Linked DNA regions of Mus musculus: region 2 is linked to region 1. Evidence: chromatin contacts called from public HiChIP or PLAC-seq data. All regions are on one chromosome and are shown on one strand. Each heading gives the region's core, a stretch centred on a gene start, on an enhancer-like site or on the middle of the called end of the contact. The rest is flanking DNA. Distances are from core to core; before and after follow the strand shown. Region 1 has its middle 14 kb from the start of Atp4b. Region 2 holds the start of Fbxo25 (F-box protein 25).

Evidence for each region. HiChIP or PLAC-seq counts read pairs in DNA pulled down with a chosen protein or histone mark.
Region 2: an HNF4G HiChIP or PLAC-seq map of pancreatic cancer cells shows a contact between it and region 1. The contact joins the promoter of Fbxo25 here to the enhancer-like site in region 1. A contact is called at or near these places in 12 of 39 promoter capture datasets (the 3T3-L1 cell line, 3T3-L1-derived adipocytes, the C10 cell line and 8 more) and 1 of 115 datasets of contacts at active chromatin or transcription factors (pancreatic cancer cells).

What each region holds. Positions count from the first base shown.
Region 1 is chr8:13,379,821-13,384,992 of GRCm38.p6, reverse strand. No RefSeq gene overlaps it. Among named protein-coding and RNA genes, the nearest start is that of Atp4b, 14 kb to the left of the region's middle. Within about 2 kb of position 2,177, at least 15 of the 459 cell types and tissues checked have an H3K27ac peak or open chromatin away from gene starts, as enhancers often do. A contact at or near this core is called in pancreatic cancer cells, where this site is marked.
Region 2 is chr8:13,904,737-13,909,908 of GRCm38.p6, reverse strand. Fbxo25 (F-box protein 25) reads right to left here and starts at 2,170. Exons shown (of 10, transcript NM_025785.3): 1 at 2,046-2,170.

The DNA.
Region 1 (5,172 bases), core at 928-3,427:
CTTGTAAAACTCAAAATTAAGTTAAATAATTCCTTACTTCAAGAGGGAAGAACTGGGGCACAGTCACAATCAGATCAAAGCAAAACAAAACTCCAGCAGCGCAAATAACAGCATCTAGTGTCTGAGATCTGCTCACAGTCTTCTGGGCTTCTCCAAAGGGCTGGGCTCGCTTCTCTGCCCTTTGCCTCACACACAGCTTTCCTTCTGGGTTCTGGCTGACTTAACTCCACTACTGCTACTGTTTCTGGTGGTCATCCCATGGTACTGACATCTCCACAAATGCTGGGTCTTCTGCTGCAACTGGGTTGCACCTTCACCAATAGCCTCTCCTAGGCTTCCTTCATGGTGCCAAGTCTCAACTTCTCTGCACAATCCCTTTAATTCTGGAGTTTCAACTATATGGAGGCTACACCTTCTCCAGTGACCCATCCTGGCTTCTCACAGTGCTAGGCCTCAGCTGCTTTTCATGATCCTTTCATGCATTCAAAACCAGTACCACCTGGATAACTCTTACACTACCGAGTTCAGCTGCCAGCAGATTCATATTCTCTCTCTCTCTCTCTCTCTCTCTCTCTCTCTCTCTCTCTCTCTCTCTCTCTCTCTCTCTCTCTCTCTCTCTCTCTCTCTCTCTCTCTCTCTTCCAAGATTTGGTTTCTCTGTGTAGCCCTGGCTGCCTCCCAAGTGCTGGGATCAAAAGTGCACCCGCCCCCCAACTCTCCCCAGTCACCACTAATTTCTCAGCTCCAGCTGACCAGCACCTATTGTGCCAGTAAAACATGGGTTTTACTTCATTGGTTCTGGTCTCTTGTTAATAATCATGCTAATTCTTCAGTCCCAACTGACCAGAACCACAGATTTGTAAGGAAAGTCCTGATGGAGTGCTTCCTTCCTCTGAAGCTTCACAAGCCAGGCCTCCATCACCTGCACTGCTCTCAATAATCTCATCTTCCAAGCTCCCACAGAACAGCTCACTGAGTTCTCAACACTCAATGGCTTTTCTACCCAAAGCCCTTCCATAACCGCACCCCACCCCCCACCCCCCCAAAAAAAACCAGCACAGTCAGGTCTGTCACAGCAAAACCCCACTCCTGATACCAACATCTAAGGAATTCTGTTGCTGTGATGAAATACCGTGACCAAAAGCAACTTGGGATAATTGGGTTTCTCTGGCTCACACTTCCATATTGTAGTCCATCACTGAAGTAAGTCAGGATAGGAACTCAAACGGGACAGAAAACTGATGCAGAGGCCATGAAGGGGTACTGCTTACTGGCTTGTTCCTTGTGGCTTTCTTAGCCTACTTTCTTACAGAACCCAGGACCACTAGCCAAGGACCACACCCACATGTGGGCAGGGCCCTCCCTCATGAATTAAAAAAATGCCCTACAAGTTTGCCTGCAGAATCTTTTTTTTTTTTTTTTTTGGTTTTTCGAGACAGGGTTTCTCTGTGCAGCCCTGGCTGTCCTGGAACTCACTCTGTAGACCAGGCTGGCCTCGAACTCAGAAATCCGCCTGCCTCTGCCTCCCGAGTGCTGGGATTAAAGGCGTGCGCCACCACGCCCGGCTCTGCCTGCAGAATCTTATGGAGATCCTCAATTGGGGTTCCCTCCTTTCAGATGACTCAAGTAGGCACAGAACTATCCAGTGCAGCCCCTTTTGTGTCTGGCAGTCCTTCCTTCCCACCTAACACAAAAATTGCCAGCTTGACTTTTTAGGGCAGCTGGCGACATCTGCTCATTCCCAGCTGACACCCACTGCCCCCATTTCCCCACAGACGCCGTGTTCACCAGGTCCCTTGTGTTTCTGTGAATCTAACTTTGGGTACCTTATGTGACCACAGTGTTTTCTTCTGACTGGTCACACAGAGACTCAAGTTTCATCCTGTGTCAGAATTCCCTTTTCAGTCAAGATTTAAAGTCTTTCTGTGTGTGTAGACCACACCTGTCCTTCATGTAACCAGGGCCACTTGGGTTGTTTTACCTTCGTTTTTATTGGTGACCGATGGTGCTTAGATCATGAGTGTTCAACTCAGTCTTCAAGACCTGCTTGCACAGCTTTGCACACACACCAAATTCCTATTTTTAACCCTTTCAGGGGCAGCCCTCCTGTGTTTCCCACTGAGGTGACTCCATTTCCTATCCCTACCAGTAGAGATTCCATTTCTCATATCCTGACCAACAAGTGTGTGTTAGACAGCTGTATGGTGCTATACCACAGGCCTGGGATTAGTCATTCAGTAAAGAACAAAGGTTCACTTTGAGTCATAACTGTGGGCTTTGACCAGGCTCACCCATTGCCTAATAGGTGTCTGGTAGGGCCACAATAGTATGGCAGGGAATGGTGAACGAATTTGGCTCACATCATAGTCAGGAAGCAGAAACAAAAACAAAAACAAAACAAAACAAAACAAAACAATCAAAAAAACCCACGCACAACTCAGATTCTAGGATCCGTCTCAAGGGCAGATCCCCCAAATGGCTTAAAGACTTACCATGAGGTCTCACGTCTTAAAATTCCACGACTTACCAAATTGCCAAACTAAGTACTTGCCTGTGTGGGTCTTGGGCTGGGAACAGGGCTCAGTTGCAAGCACAACTATCTAGCTTAGAAGCCCTGGGTTACAAGCGCAGCATATATAAACTAGGTGTGGTGACACACACTTGTACTACTGCACTTGGGAGTCAGAGGTAGAAAGAAAGGACGTTCATGCTCCTTCAGCTACGTAACAAGTTCAAGGCCAGCCTGGGACCCGGGAGACCCTATCTTAAAACAAAAACAAGAACAAAGAGTAAAAAGACAAGCACCACACCCAGGTAGAAGCTTTAAGGATCCATCACAGATCCAAGCCGTAGCGACTTGCCAGTTTCTGTATTTCCTGCTCTCACGGGTCGTCGTCGTCTGGGCATTATGATGGCATCTCTTTGTGGCTCTAACTTCCATTCCTTGATTCTTATGCTCATGCTTGCAAACCACTCCCAACCTTCACGGAGAGGCGTCCAATCACAGCCTTGCCCTCTCTTCACCAGGCATGCTGCTTGCTGTTGGTGGTTGGTTTTAAGAGTTCTCTCCATGCTACATACTGATTCTCAGAGTTTGTAAGGTATCTCTTTCATTCTATGGTGTGATGACTAATCTCACTGCCAACTTGACTAAAGTTAGAATCACTATAGATAGATACACTTCAGGGTCAGCGTCCAGGCCGATGTAAGAGGAAGCACGCTGAGCACTAGTAGCCATCTCTGCTTTCTGATCATATAAGAGCTGTCAAGTGCTCCCGCGGCCAAGCCTTCACCACTATAATGAACTGTTCCTCTCACAAGCTATAGGCAAAGCTTAGCCCTTCCTGCTTCAAGTTACTATCAGGTGTTATCCTGGTGATGAGAGAAGTCATGGATACACATGGGTTAGCAGTTGTCTGTTGCTAGTGACTTTCAATGCACAGTAAGTAGCCATCCCCACCGGAGGTTTACAATGTTTTCATTTCATGCCTTAATTTTTACTTTATGTGTGCTTTGCCTGCATGTATATCTGTGCATCATATGGAAGTCAGAAAGTATGAGATGCCCTGAACTGCAGTTACAGATGGTTGAGTTACCACATGGGTGCTGGGAATCAAGCCTGGGTCCTCTGCAAGAGCCATCTTACCTGCTGAGCCATCATCCCTGGCCCCCTTAGCTATTTATGTGGCACTCCATCAATCCAGTTTATTTCACTTGCACATATCCTTCAGTGCCAGAGGGACGATGCCAAAGCACCTAGCTTTGTGAACTAAGTGGCCTCTGGGTTCTCAGTGCCCCAGCAAACAGGCAGCCTCTGGTGGGGACTGACTCCCCAGTCCTCCTTGTGTGAGTCAGTCTGGTCGATCCTTTATGCTCATTCTATGGGTCTGGTTCCTCTCCAGAACCCTGATAGCTACACAAAAGTAATCAATGCAGGTTGCACCCTGCCTCCTTACTATTTCTAAAAGTATTTTAGTGGATCCCTTTGGATTTCAGATTGTATCTAATATGTAAGATTAACCATTTTACTTATCAAACTGGGATGTCTTTCATTTCTTACCTAACTCCTGGCTAGAATTTCTAGTATTATGTTGTCATCAGCACCCCGACACCCTGCTCCCTTCAATAACCGGCATCATGCTCAGTGGCTGTTCATTAATGACCTTGTTAGTTTTTTTTTTTTTCCCCTATTCCTCATTTGCTGACTACTCGAAAGTGCCGAGTTTTGTAAACTGTTTTCCTGATCAGAGCTAATCAGATAAGGTGATAGGATGGAGGCCTGTCAGCCTGCGGGTATGAGCTAACCCACGGTGTGCACAGGAGCTGCTTCTTTAAGTATAAAGGAAACAAACTGTGGAGTCAGCAAAGCTCTAATACTAGTGACTTTTTGTTGTTGTGTTTATAGAGGTCTATGTCCTTCATTTTGGTTTCTGGCCACTGCTGTCTTCATAACCTGATAGACTGTCATGAGCACTGACTACCAGACCAGGTACAGGGGGTACAAATCCCCTCATCTTTGATTTGGGGATGATTTCATCTCTCCTTTAATTTTTTTTGTTTTTTGTTTTTTTTTCGAAACAGGGTTTCTCTTTATAGCCCTGGCTGTCCTGGAACTCACTTTGTAGACCAGGCTGGCCTCGAACTCAGAAATCTGCCTGCCTCTGCCTCCCGAGTGCTTCGATTAAAGGTGTGCGCCACCACGCCCGGCTAATTTTTTTTTAGGAGAGGGAGTCCAAATTGAAGCATGGTCGTAACTCTGTGGCCTAGCCTAGTATATGAAATTGAAAATCAGTTCTTGAAGCCTTTAAAACTTATTATACATGTAGTTGTAAAGGGAAAGAACACACGTGGTCAGAGGACAACTCTGTCAGTTCTCTAGATGGGTCCCAGGGATTGAACTCAGGCCACCAAGCTCACACAAGGACATTATACTCTGAGGCATCTGGCCTGCCTAACAGGGTTCCCCCGCAACACAGTATTCTTATTATTTGGGAATTTCATGCAATGCATCCTGAGCACGTGCGTCCATAAAACATACCAAGTCCAATTTGTGCTGCCCATATACTCACTGGAGGATGGTCAAACTCCCAGCAGCTAGTTCTTAGAAATCTCTGTTCTCCCCACACACGCCCATCCTAGCAGAAGCCATCGACCGTGAGGAGCTAGGCTTGAC
Region 2 (5,172 bases), core at 921-3,420, 520 kb before region 1:
CCACATCCATGGGTGCCCAGTAGATCGGACAAAGGCATCCTATCCTCCTGGAACTGCAGTTCTATCCCGTGGGAAGCCACCATGTGGGTGCTGGGAACTTAAGCTAGTCCTCTGCAAGAGCAGCAGGCTTCTTAACCACTGAGTCATCTCTCCTGCCCGTATACACACTAAAACTTAAGCACAAGAATGTCAAGCTAATGCCAAAAGTCACTTGGGGCCGAAGATCTTTAGGTCTTTTCTGAGTTTCTATTTCCCATGGTGGGACATGAATGTGGGGCACTTCAGATGAGCAGGATGATTTCTTCAAATCCATGTCCTAGGAGAAACGAACACTAAAGATCTTGAACTAAGCAAAATATACTTTCTTCTTCTTCTTCTTCTTCTTCTTCTTCTTCTCCTTCTCCTTCTTCAACAACAACAACAACAACAAACACACGTTCTCCTAATGAAAACAGTTACAGCAAACACTAGAACTCAGAATGGGCCAGGCATTAACGCTGAATAATTCACTGAATTGCACTGAGTTTAGTCCTCACACTAACCTGTAAAGTAGAAAACTGCCACACTTTGCAAATATAATTCTCTATTTGAAGGCTCAGCTCGAGCTTAGCATATTCAAGGGGCTATGTTTGTTCAACCACCAGCATCATAACAAAACACTCTATTTATCCATGACAGTACAGAGGCAAAGAATCCCATAGGACGGGATTCAAAATTACGGACTCTCACTCCACAAGCCATGCTCTTAAGGCACTATATTTATAGTAATCATAACAGCCTATTAAAACAGGTTCCAGGAAATTACAGGTTTCAGTGGTTTGCGTTTTTGTTCTTTGTCTTCTATTTTTTGGCTTTATATGTGTGTTGCTCTATTTGTAAATTACATAAAAAAATAATCGGATTGTACATCAATGGCCTTCATCTTCAAAACAAACGCTTTGAGCGTATAGCAGGGGCATTATAATAAAACAGTTTATAACAAAAATAGCAAGGCAGGTTCACTTTTGGAGAAAAAAAGCTTCACTCTTATTTTTTCATTTAAAATTTCGAGAACGATAATCTCCATTGTTCTAGAGTAAGAAAGAATGTATGGCCTGGGCTGGAGAGATGGGTCAGCGGGTTAAGAGCTCACTCACTGTAACTGCTCTTGCAGAAGACCCCGCCCTTGGTTCCCAGCAGCCAAGTCAGGCAGCTGACACCATAACTCCAGCCCATCAGGATGGAAGCCTCTGGTCTCCCCAGGCACTCGTGCATGTGCCCACACACAGGCTCACTCATAATTAACAGTAACAAATCCCTTTTTAAAATGAAGCCCATCTTCAACCTAGTAAGCATTTGATTTTTCCGCTGCTCTAGCTTTCTTACAAGATTTTCAAGTAAATTAAATTCCAACAACTTGGATCAAACGTGAAGAGTTTGTATAGGTGGGTAAATTTGATTGTGAAAGATCATATAAAAAAACAAACAACAACAAACAAACAAAACCACTGTATATTTAGGCTGAATGTCAGAAATGGGGTTTACTCCAAGGAATCTAGAGAGATCATCACAGATGCTTCGTAGTAGGACAACATGCCCAGGAACGAAGGAAAACGGAATGTGAAGGAAATGGGGGATCTTTTCTGATAATGGTGGGAAATCAAGCCTTGGCGCTGCAGGTAAAAGGGTGGGGGGTGGGGGGCCTTCACAGGGACAGTTCTCCAGACGTCTGAGTTCTGGGGAGTTTGAATAGGCCCAGGGATGGAGATGGAACTGCCCTGGAACAGAGGCAGAAAGGAGCTGTGAGGACAAAGATGCAAATTTCGCGTGCCTCGCGGCGAGCGCACACGCCGGCCTGAAGGATGGTGCACACACAGGTGTGCACGGGAGGCCGCACGGACCCGCAGGGGACAGGCCGGCGGCGGTGGGGGGCGGACGCCTGCATCTACCGAGGTTGGACGAGCCCACAGCCCGCTCGGGGCCCCCGGAGCAGCACGGCGGACATCGGAGGGCGAGCCAGGGACGCCCTGCCCGACTGCCCCTCCCCGTCCTGAGGCCCTTCTCACCTGCGGGTCCCTTCCAGACGAGACAGCCACCAACCACACCGAGCCGCAGCGTCCAATTATTGCCGGAAGCCGTCCGCCTCCCGCCGAGGGCCACCGCTGGACGCCCCGCCTTGGCGTCCCGCTGATTGGCCGGAGAGGAGCCACGTGATTCGTGTTGCTACCCGAACTCGGAGGCCTCGGGGCGCGCGTGCTCAGTGAGCACAAGCCCCACCCACCCATCCTAGGCGCCCCAGGGTCGGTTCTGGTGGTTTTTTTTTTTGACCCGCCTTGTTGGCATTGCCCAAGTTGTCTGGCGGAACCCGTGTGGTTAGCCTCAGTTTCCAGACGTCCTCTCCGGACCTACAGACCTCCCTTGCGCCGGGCTGGGGCTAGCAAGGACACCGCTGGTCTACACTCGGGTCCCTCACCTCACTGTCCCATTTACCTGCCTGCCTAGCTAGGCATCTGTGAATGCAAGGGTCTGTTCGGACTGCCCCAATCTCCTACACGCCAGAGTCTTCTTGCTCGTAGCCCTGGGGCTCAAAGACAGTCTTGCTGACCTGCAGCCTAGAATGGCTTTCAGTTCCTAGAAAGCTGGGAAAGCAGTGTCAACAGGTGGAATGTTTTCCAAATAGGTAGTATAGGGTCTGTAGAAAGGAGAGGGAAACTGGACCACTGCAGGTTGTGGAGCTCTTCTGCCTTGATAACAAAACGGAACTAGGAATGGTTCTTACCCGAGTAAACAAAAATATTTTAAAGTGCCTAGTGTGTAATGAGCAAAAACATATATATTCAGGTTAGTCTTTTACATTTTTAAATAGCAGGTATTCATATTTGAAATGTATTATGTAAATAATTTCTGACGTGCTTTTAGTCTAATAGTGTTTTGCGCTATACACTTTAAAAATACTAGACCAATTATGGGTGGAAGTCAGCATTATTCCGTCCACACACCTAATCTAGGCGTGTGGCTCTCGATTCTAAACCATGCCCAGTGGCTCTGTGCTTTTGTTTATTGAACTTGTAGAGGTGTGTTTGCAAGCAAAGGCTAACCTTAATTCAGACTGTTTGAAGTTTTTGTCGCTGTTACCAAGCCAAGATAATAAGTGAACAGAGACAATAAGATAGAGCTGTCCAGCTTCCAGTGGGGTTTGTCCTGATAAACCCATGCAAGGTGAAAACACTAAGTCCAAAGTGCACCTAATACACGCAGCATAGGTTATACCCAGCCTGCCACAAACCCTCAGAACATAGAAAACCTATGATCAGGTGAAAGTATTTAACAAGGTCTACTTAAAACCGAGTTTAGAGCCAGTGAGATGTCTCAGCTGGTGACAGTGCTCCTGTGGAATCCTGGAAACATGAGTTTAACCCTGGGATCCCATTTGGTGGAAGGAAAGCACTGACTCCCGTAATTGTCCTTTATGCACCTTGCCTGATCAAAAGGAAATTTAAAAGCTATTTTAAAGTATGTTAAATATGTTGTGTGGCTAGGTATGTCCTCTGAATTGAAATCTTCCCTCCTGGAGACAAGAATAGGGCACCCAAGACTCAGAGGCAAAGGAAACCTAAAGGGTGGGAAAGCCCCTGAAAGAAGATTCACAAAATTCCCACCCAAGATTAAATAAACAGTAGCAATCTGCAGGGAGTTCCAGAGGCAAATCGTCAGCCTGATGTGAGCTTTTCTGTGATGTAGTCTTTGAGTCCACCCATGCTCCTGTGAGTCACCCTAGTAATTAAACCCATTGGTTCACTAAGCCAAATATGGGTGAAATTATTTCTTTGGTCTGATGTTGCTGTTATAACTAGGGTGAATAAGTATTTGGTTACATATCTCCAGGGGAAAAAATCACTCATCAATGATTTATTGAATAATGTGCTAAAAGTGAAGGATATTTGGAAGTAAGAAAATGCTATTACACTATAGAAGAGTTAAAACATCTTAAGTTGATTTCTTGTGAACATCTGTATTAATTTAATTAATTTAGTAGCATCCGCATCATTCTCTTAAAAAGAGTTTTACCAATTATATTAAGAAGAGTCAAGTGCCGGGAGGTGGTGGTGCACGGCTTTAATCCCAGCACTTGGGAGGCAGAGGCGGATTTCTGAGTTCAAGACCAGCCTGGTCTTCAAAGTGAGTTCCAAGACAGCTAGGGCTACACAGAGAAACCCTGTCTCAAAAAAACAAAAGAAGAAGAAGAGTCAAGTGATTGCAGAAACTCGTAAAGAGGAGCCCATGAAGTAACACTAGAAATTCACAGGTTAATATGAGAAACCACAAACAACAGTAGCCCACAGTGCCACGGATGAGCAATAGGAGTAACAACAGATACTCATACTAGCAGGAACGGCAGCATGATCATTAGAGTCCAGAGGATCATGTACAGTGGCAATGCTTTGGTTTCAAATAAATGACTTTATTAAGTATGCAGAAAACCAAAACAAGTAGAAGGTAGCCAGCAGTAACAACAGATATGTAACAAAATATCATCACATCTGGTACCCCAGCAATGACTGTGTACTGGCTAGTTTTGTGTCAACTTGACACAGCTGGGGTTATCACAGAGAAAGGAGCTTCAGTTGAGGAAATGCCTCCATGAGATCCAACTCTAAGGCATTTTCTCAATTAGTGATCAAGGGGGAAAGGCCCCTTGTGGGTAGGACCATCTCTGGGCTGGTAGTCTTGGGTTCTATAAGAGAGCAGGCTGAGCAAGCCAGGCAAGGCAAGCCAGTAAAGAACATCCCTCCATGGCCTCTGCATCAGCTCCTGCTTTCTGACCTGCTTGAGTTCCAGTCCTGGCTTCCTTGGTGATGAACAGCAGTATGGAAGTGTAAGCCGAATAAACCCTTTCCTCCCCAACTTGTTTCTTGGTCATGATGTTTGTGCAGGAATAGAAACCCTGACTAAGACAAATTGGTACCAGCAGAGTGGGGTATTCCTGTGACAACCTGACCATGTTTTGGGGAGGTCTGTGGAAGGACTTTGGAACTTTGGTCTTGAAGATCCATTCGTTGTTAAGAGCTCTGTGGGATGTTGTGTAGGAGCTTGGAAGATAATGTTGAGAACAGTGCAGAAGATGGAGGCCTGGCTTGTGAAATTTCAGAGGGAAAATTAAAGACTCTTTTCAGGGCCATTGCTGTTTTGATT